2 separate regions of the Gasterosteus aculeatus genome follow, and region 2 is linked to region 1. Evidence: chromatin contacts called from public Hi-C data. All regions are on one chromosome and are shown on one strand. The core of a region is the stretch at or near the end of the contact, and the rest is flanking DNA. Distances in the headings are between cores, read along the strand shown. Region 1 holds the start of nectin1b (nectin cell adhesion molecule 1b). Region 2 overlaps nectin1b (nectin cell adhesion molecule 1b).

Region 1 (4,219 bases), core at 1,146-3,645:
CCTCAGCTCGTGCTCAAATAAGACGTTTACCGGGAGGCTTCTTACATGCAATTTTTGAGACATGTTCCGCCCCGTTGATTGAACAGCTTCAAAAGCTTTTCGACCGTGAATCCCAAGGGAACCAGTTAATCCTGATCTTCTCCACAAGCAAAGGGATCATCTCAATGTAAATCAGACAGGGGCTTTTGATCAAAGTATTCAATCGGCCCTAAAAACATGTGACGCCACAAGGAGCCTCGCAGCGAACAAGGTCAACGTCTCGGTGGTTCTGGAGCTCAGAGGAGGTGGAGAGAAAAAAATAGAAAAAAAGACACCACAGATGTTAGATATTGCCCTAGAAAATATTTTCCTGACTCAGAGAATGTGTCAGAGAACCAGGAGAGTATTGCCATTTAAAGCATGATCTTACACTTCTTGACTTCAGTCCACCCTCTTCCATTCCTCCGCTGAAATAAGGGCAAAAGACTAAATTGACCTTCCCAAGACGTAAACAAACAAGTAAACTTTCAACTAAGCCCTAACACCCACCCCTTCTGGATACACACACACTATCAGGCTCAGGCACACGCATAAGGTGTCGTCTCATTGTTGGCTCGTTTTTTCCCCCCATTAAAAGGTTGTCAATGGCACCAGTAACGTTGCTCCTTCCGTTTAGAAGCAAGCACACATATTAGGGGACTGTTTATATAATTAGGCCCACTCGAGGAAGCTTCAGTGTCAGTATGATGAATGTCAAATTATGACTCCATTTATCAAAGCACCAGTGCTTCCTTCAACACATCTCCTTCCACCCGAAACACACACACAATCTCTGATAAAATACATAAAGTATTCAAGAAGATGTAGGATTGTAAATCGAGCACAAATATAATTTGATATAATTTAATGCTGATAAAGAAATGTGGGATTTGCACCAATTGTTTTATTAATTCTCCGCTAACAAACAGGAGCTGATGATAAGCAGGGCACTGGTTTCAATTATCACCCCGGAGCACTTCACAATGAAACGCTGGGGAGAATCTGGCCCACACGGTTTTCTGCACACATTGCCATCTGCCTGCTGCCCGGGTAACTGCGTTATTTTGCAGGGGAGTAAGTATTCTGCAGCAGTTATGATTGGGTTTGTTTCCGAGATAAAAAAAAAAACACTTTCCAATTTTCTTTTACTTAGTTGCACATCTATTACTGCAAAAAAAAGAAAAGAAACGCAGCCTCACATACGGTCATCCATTCATGCGTCAACATAGTCTCCACAGCACGTACACACAGTGAGGAGCAGGGAGGTGATGACAAAATGAGGCGCGTCGTGTCTCCACTGGAGCCTGCTGCTTACCTTGGACGTGCAGCGCTGCGAGCAGTATCCATATCCCCGCACACATCGCCATGGCGCCTCCTCAAACTATCCGGATCTGGTCTGACAACCTGAGAGTGGATGGACGGGAGGATTGTAGGGGGGGGGGGGGGGGGGGGGCGCTCACTCGAGACGACAAAGACCGAGCATGCAACTTCTGCAAAATCCCACTTCGGAAATCCCTCGCTTCTCCCTCGCTGCGCAGTAGGAGACTTTTCGCAAAACTAGAGGGTCTAGAGTTGCGCGTCTCTGTGCCAGAGCATCAATTTCTACGTCGATTCCTTTCGGCTGCCGGAGTTTGCACGAAGTACAACCTGGTTTCCCCCCCCCCCCGAAACAATGAGATCCAAGCGGCTACGGCTTTGCAGTTTATGTAATTGTTTTAATAGTAGTTTTAGAGATACAGCAGGCGATGGGCGAAGGAGAGTTGCGGTTTGTATCAAAGCAGCAGCGCTTCTAGAGGAACCGTTTAGCCGTGGTCGCTCCCTCCATCCACCGCAGCGGCTGCAGGACTCGCTCCCTCCTTCCCAGCGTTGTGGAGCAGAGGAGAAGTGGGCGGGAGGTCCGCGATCGATGCTGCGCTGGGGAAGTTTCCAACACTTGCGGGGTTCCTTCGGGGAGGATGGGGGGAAGGAAGGGGGGAGGGTGTCGCCTCTCTGCACACAGCACCGCAACAGATCACCTGCAAGGCGCCGAGCCTGTCTTAGTTCCTCAACTTTTACGGTTCTCCTGGTCCGCAGCGAACGGCCGGCCGAGGAGATCAGCACACCGGCCCGGCGAAGTTGGTAGAACTCTTGGAAATGAACGGGATGCGTAAACCCCCCTTTTTTTCCCTCCTCTCGGTCGTTTCTCTGTATCTGGCAGAGGGGGAGGTGGGTGAAATACAGTGTTGCCTTGTCGAGCTCTGCGCACCGCCCCGCTGATCCGCCGCCACAGTCTGCTGCTCGATGCCGCTGACGCTTCGACAGAGATCTGGATTGGGTGACGTCGTGCAAACGGGGAGGAGCCTAGATTGTCCTGCATAAAACCAAATACAGCGCCTGGACGACGCACACACACACACACACACGGGTACGAGCTGCAGCCAGGTGGTAGCCACACAGGAAGTTCAGCGACTTTAACACAACTCGTTTGGAGCAGAATGTGATACAAATGTGACAAAGGAACAACAACCCCTTCAGGAAGGTGGAAGAGGAAGAGAAAGGTTGGGGATGTGGGGAAATAACGTGATAATAACGAGTGTGCGAGTCATGCCGGAGTGAAATAAGGAGGATTTTGAAATAAGCTTCCACTCATGTGTCCAACATGGCCACCAAAACCTTTTGAGACTAAAGGTAAACCAAAAGTGACACTGTGGTGACTGAAACAAATGCTGAGGCTGTCTTATTTGTTGCGGAAGCGGCATTAACCCCTATGACAAACTACTTCTACTTCATTATTATTACAGGAATACATTAGTTTGATAAGTGCTAAAGCTAAAATATGGCCCAAGTGGGTTCACAGTGAGGTAATGTTTTGCCAATTTAAAACTAGAAAAGCACAGTGCACTGAACAAATTGCTGTAAATTTACGGTGCTTTTCTAACGGTATCTTACAGTATGTCATAATAACTGTAACATACAGTTAAATTTCCATCCCTTGCTTGTAAATTAACGGCCAATGTCATGAAATTTACGATAATAGCAGACTACCGTAATTCAACTGCATGTTACATATATTTTATGAAGTGGTGGAAATACACATACAAGTGCAATGAATCACAATCCATCTACATCTTTTGTAGGTTAATGTATGGAAGCCCATGTCAGCCACTGAAAAACAGGTGCTGTAAGTCATCATAATGAGATAGTATTTCATGAGATACGATGATGACTTTGACTTACAGGACATTACTATACATGTAGCTGTCACTTTTATCCAAAACACCCATGGTTTCACATAATGGTTTGACATAATTATATGTGGAGTAATTGGGGGTTAGGTGTCTTGCTCAGGGACATTTCAACTTGGCACAGGGAGCAGCCAGGGTTCGATCCGCCAACCTTGCGCTGCACAGCCCACCCTCCCTATCCCATGCGCAGCCTTCGCCATCATTTGTATGGCTGGAATGTAAAGATTAGAAATATTTGTATTATTCAAAGTGTTCATTGCCTAAAAGTCATTTGAGTGTCAATCTTGACCGACTGCTTCTGAACGTGACCCGTCAGACGCGTAGTCTCAGTTCATCTAGACCACCTGCGTAGTTCAACATCGGAGGAGTTTCTCATTGCCTCGTCTCTCCAAGTTATGTTGGTAAGTGTTATTTGCCTAGCATGATTAGCATTCTCTTTCCTTACATCTTGTTGTCTTCCTCATCTTTGTAATTTTAATATTTTAACAATGACAGTGTTTCTAAATATTTTATTTTGGTTTGTTTTACAGAGGCTCTGGATTAAGGACGCCAGCCGTTTGCTGCGGTGAATTGAAAGTGTTCCATAGCGTATTAGTGCAGTTAGTTTACCTTGTTCCTAATAATTTTATGATTCATTTTCTTTTATTATTGTATACATGCAGAATATTTTATGTTTTGTTCTTGGTTACAAATGTCTAACATTTTTGTCTTAAAAGGCATCTAATAAACTCCAACTACTATGACTGAAATGAGTTTGGTTGTCTTTCTTTAATTTGTGGGGAATTAAATGCAAGTATACGGTTATAAGTAAACGGTAACATTCTGGTATTTATAACACAAAAACAGTAATCCTATGGTAATAAACTGTAATCCAATATACGGCAACATACCGTATATTATGGTAGTGCACTGTAAAAACAGTAAATTACTAGCGTCAATTGCCAGCAAATTGCAGTTAATTCACAGTAAAATTGGTT
Region 2 (4,219 bases), core at 824-3,323, 62 kb before region 1:
AAGGTTTATGTCATGTAATCCTACGTTCCGAGGATATATTAATTTCTCTTTGCAAATTACCCCACAATATATGATTGCCCTACAAAGTTGAATGTATTTTCTTTTCTTTTTTTTGTGATGAAATGGTAAACCTCTGCAAACCTCTGGCAGAAAAAGAAGGTATCAGGCTCGGCAGAGGCGCCGCGGAAGCTTTCCCCCTTTTCCTTTAATTACAGCGGCACTCTATCAGTCCAAAACGCGGCCCGCTCTCCTCGGCTGCTCTTTCCCGTCGGCCCGCCCCCCCCCAGGGCCCGGGCAGCAGCGCTCTCCATTTTCTAAAGCGGTGCTGGGCACGGTCTCAAATATCAGCTCAGGTTTTAATCTGAACACCTAATGGGATTATTCACAGGCCTTCATTACACACATGAATGAGAGAGCACGGCCAGGTCACCCCTGCCTCGAGAAAACACACATCCTCCAAACCAAGTGCACCGAGAGGGGAGAAAATCCAGAGGATGGAGGGAAGCAGAGAGAGAAAAGGGAACACGTCCTCCTATAATCCCCTCTTCTACCATTAACTTGCTTCCTCTGCTAGGATGCGTCTTCCCTACACCGGCGAGACTCGATATTTACCACCGAAACACGAGGCCTGCGGAATGAGTGGAGGTAAAAGAACACGTGGGGCGCCTTCAAAGCCGCTCTCCATCGCCTCCGTTTGCTGTAAGGGATCAGGTGACCCCACCTCTCGACACCCATAGCCTATTTAAAGACCGCTAGCGTTAACATACACACACCAGACATGAAAGCGCTTGTAAACTTTCTGGTATTTTGGTTGCTCTTTGGCCGCCACATCCACCTCGTGGGAAGATTCTTGACGTGTTCAAGGTGGCTGCACTGTGCACTTCATTAAAAAGAAGAATAAGAAGCTCAAAGATGCCGTCATTTTCTCGTCCGATCGCTCCGATGCCGCAGGGGCAGCACGCCGCTTTCATTTTGAAACTAAAAGAGGCGCTAAGAGGCGAATTCCGCTCTTAGCTAATGTGGCGTTAACTGCCCCTCCGCAAGGTCGTATTAACTCAACACCCTCCCATCCGCTTACTGGCCTTCATGCACACACGGAGAGATAACAGAATGGGAAGCCATCTCGCCACCACGCGGCTTTTGTCTCCTTTTGTGTACTTGATGAATCCGACGATTCGAAATTTGAGTGGCCATGGTGCGAACTAATCACATTACAGAAACACTAATAATAAGACACCTTTTTTTTAAATGGAGGGGCGTTTGACAGCACGGGGGAGGGAGGAGGCGTTCCGACAGCATGCGCCGTCGCTACCGGCAACACCTGCCAAGAGATAGATAAAAAAAGACCTCAAAAGCAGCACAGCAGCCCTGATAGTGTTCCGGGCAAACAAAACGCAGCGTCTATTAATGCCACGCTGGAAATATGCAGATAGGGGGGTAACCTTGAATAGCAATGACTAAAAATGAACTATTGAGATTAATAGGTGCCAAGATGTGCTACGAGAGGCTATTTTTCAAGGCAAAGGCGTGATAGATTTATACAAGCAGCGGATACCGTGAAACGCCGCAGCTGTTCGAACGCTGCAAACCCTGCGCTGTTGCGTTGCACATTAATCACGCCATTTTGAAACGCTCACATTTTGACTCGCTCGAGTGGATGATTTACTGCCTCCTGAACATTCTACAACTCGATGAGTGTTCTCGTTGGTGTTCAACAGGAGCAAATCTTTGAGACAAACAAGCGGTAAACAAATGTGGCCCACGAGAAAGGAGAAAAAAAGAAAAAGGCCAGACGTCTTGTTGTGGGAATGACTACCAGATTGGTGGCTTTCGGAAACAAACAGATTTGGAGCTTTTTCTTTCAGTTATTTCAGACGCGACAATAAAAAACAACTAGCAGCAAATGTTCAAAGACGTAAGAGATAGTAAGAGAGGAACATCTGAAGCAGAAATCAAAACCAAAAAAAAGGGAGAAACTGTATCACAACGGCGTCCTGCAGGTACTCTGGGTGTGCTCCGGTCGTGCCTGCACACGACAAAGAGGAGGAGAGGCAGGTACAAGCATTCCTGACCCTGAACGCAATCACTCGGGCAAAGTGTTGTGACAGAAGCTGGGAAAATGAGAAGGGATTTCAAAGAGCGGTACGGGGAGTGGTGTTTTAATGTGACTAAACGAGGAACAAGCTGCAGACAACAGAGGATGAAAAAGACAACAGAGGGCTACTCGGCGTTTGAGGAGTGGCAACGAGGAAGGAAAAGAAAGAAAAAAAAAGAGAAGACGAAGCGAGGGCCTTTTGAGAGGCTTTGGGGAGTGACAACGGCAAATAGAGAATGGCATAATGAATGGGTGAGGACGGGGGGGAGACAAACCGGGAAGACACATTAGTTCAGTGATTCCAACGATCCTCATTACTCCCCCTGTCTGAATGTGCCAGTGGTCGTGAAGTCATGGAAATGTAATGCTGCCACAACGAATGAAAGCTCATCACTGACGGGAATTTAATATGCTGCCGGGGAGCCGGGGTGAAGCTCTTCCTCCCCACTCGCCTCCCAAATACTCTCCTCTTTTACCCTTCGTCAACGGACTCTCCTGCTGCTATCATCGACTATACAGAAGCCCGAGCTTTCCTCACATGCATGCAAACGCCACACACACGTAGGGCGTTTACAAACTTCTGAAGTATAATTCAAATTCATAACAACAAAAATATATTTCATGGGGGGGGCGAAAGATCCGAACGACTCAAAGGACGGTCCTGGGACCCTTTTTGTCAGGGCTTTTAGGGCCTCTAGCTGGTGATCGCAGATTCCCAACATTTCCCCTATTTACAGCCAAGAAGTGCATCTAAAATGACAAATCAGGAAACATGTTAAGCAGGGGATGGTAGTTGACTTCAAAAAGACATTCAGAAAGCGTGTTTTGTGCTCTTGTTGATTTAACCATTTTGTGCAACACTGGTTGTGATAATCACTCTTAATACGCATTTAATAAGCAATTAATATTTACAGGCATCTAAACAACAATGCTGTTGGGGAGTCATGTTCGCACTCAAGGAATCATCATTAATGCATCTCTGCATTTCCCTGCTAGCCCGCATGTGGCCGTGGTACTAAGTGACTTACAGGGTAAGCAGCAATCTAATCGGCACGTTTGGCAGCCGTTAAGCCAGGAAGGAGTGGTCAGCGCAACGTCTGCAAATCCCACCCTCTGCTTCTCCTCCGTCTGGTTCCTTGTTGTCGTATTTTTCCTCCCTCCCCTCGTTGTTATTTTGGAGCCGCGTGTGTCTAATGACTGAATCACCACACGGCACCGCGGAGCCAGTGGTCAGACCCTGGGACAGAGTCTGACCTACTTCATCAGGCTCTCAGGGAGGCATGACGGATCCAACACAACACTGGGCGGACAGAGGAGGAGGAGGAGGAGGAAGAGCAACCCCCCCGCTCCATCTGTCCGCCACATCCCTCTGCTCTGCATATCCTCCAGAGAGCCGAAACAGCAAGCCGGGCAGAAACAAACGTTGAGATAAATCACCGCGATCCCTGATGCGACTCACGCTCTCACGTGCCCTCCCCCTGGTGACATTTCCATTTCACCTCCTTCTCCAAATAACACTAAATAAAGCCCTCTTTACACAGTGGCGCTTCCCCGTCCTCCTCCTCTTATTTTATGCAAAATGCTTCCACAAACCACCCCGTCAGTGCAGGGCGGTGCGCAGCTCAGCAGCAGGTTTATGGGCCCGGCCCACCGTGAGCAGGCAAAGGAGCGGCTCACGCTAATGTCTCATTTGGATAATGAGGTGTACTCTTGGCAGGATCAGAGCATGGAGCGGACCCTCCCGCAGTGAGGACAAAAAGGCGGCGGCGGTTGTGGTGGCGACGACAGGGGGGGGGGGGGGTTGCCTAGAGAGTCCCTCCATCAGCCCCGCAGAACCGAACCCTTCCAGGGTTTGTTGTAGGCGCCCGGTTGAGAGGCTCAAGAGGGCGATGAGAAGCGACGAGGGGGAAAACGGCGCCGACCGCTAGTGCGCATCTGCCCGGAGCGAGCGCCGCGGAAATGATAAACACGACGTACACGTGATACATAACCCGCGCGGCTTCTGGATCTATGAATAATGCAGACGGCCACGCCGCAGAATGCGCTACGGCGCACAGATTGAGACAGACTCCACCGTGACAGGCTAAGACAAACAAATTTCACATTGCTGGGGGAGACACTGCA

Evidence for each region. A called contact is a pair of places that touch in the nucleus more often than the background predicts.
Region 2: a Hi-C map of skeletal muscle shows a contact between it and region 1, with 2.1 times the contacts expected there. The contact joins the enhancer-like site here to the promoter of nectin1b in region 1. A contact is called at or near these places in 2 of 6 Hi-C or Micro-C datasets (skeletal muscle and whole body).

What each region holds. Positions count from the first base shown.
Region 1 is chr1:16,024,759-16,028,977 of fGasAcu3.hap1.1, reverse strand. nectin1b (nectin cell adhesion molecule 1b) reads right to left here and starts at 2,395. Exons shown (of 10, transcript XM_078105035.1): 1 at 1,334-2,395. The coding sequence starts at 1,385.
Region 2 is chr1:16,086,060-16,090,278 of fGasAcu3.hap1.1, reverse strand. The region is part of intron 5 of nectin1b (nectin cell adhesion molecule 1b); the gene reads right to left. Among protein-coding and RNA genes, the nearest start is that of nectin1b, 62 kb to the right of the region's middle. Within about 2 kb of position 2,073, at least 4 of the 9 cell types and tissues checked have open chromatin away from gene starts, as enhancers often do.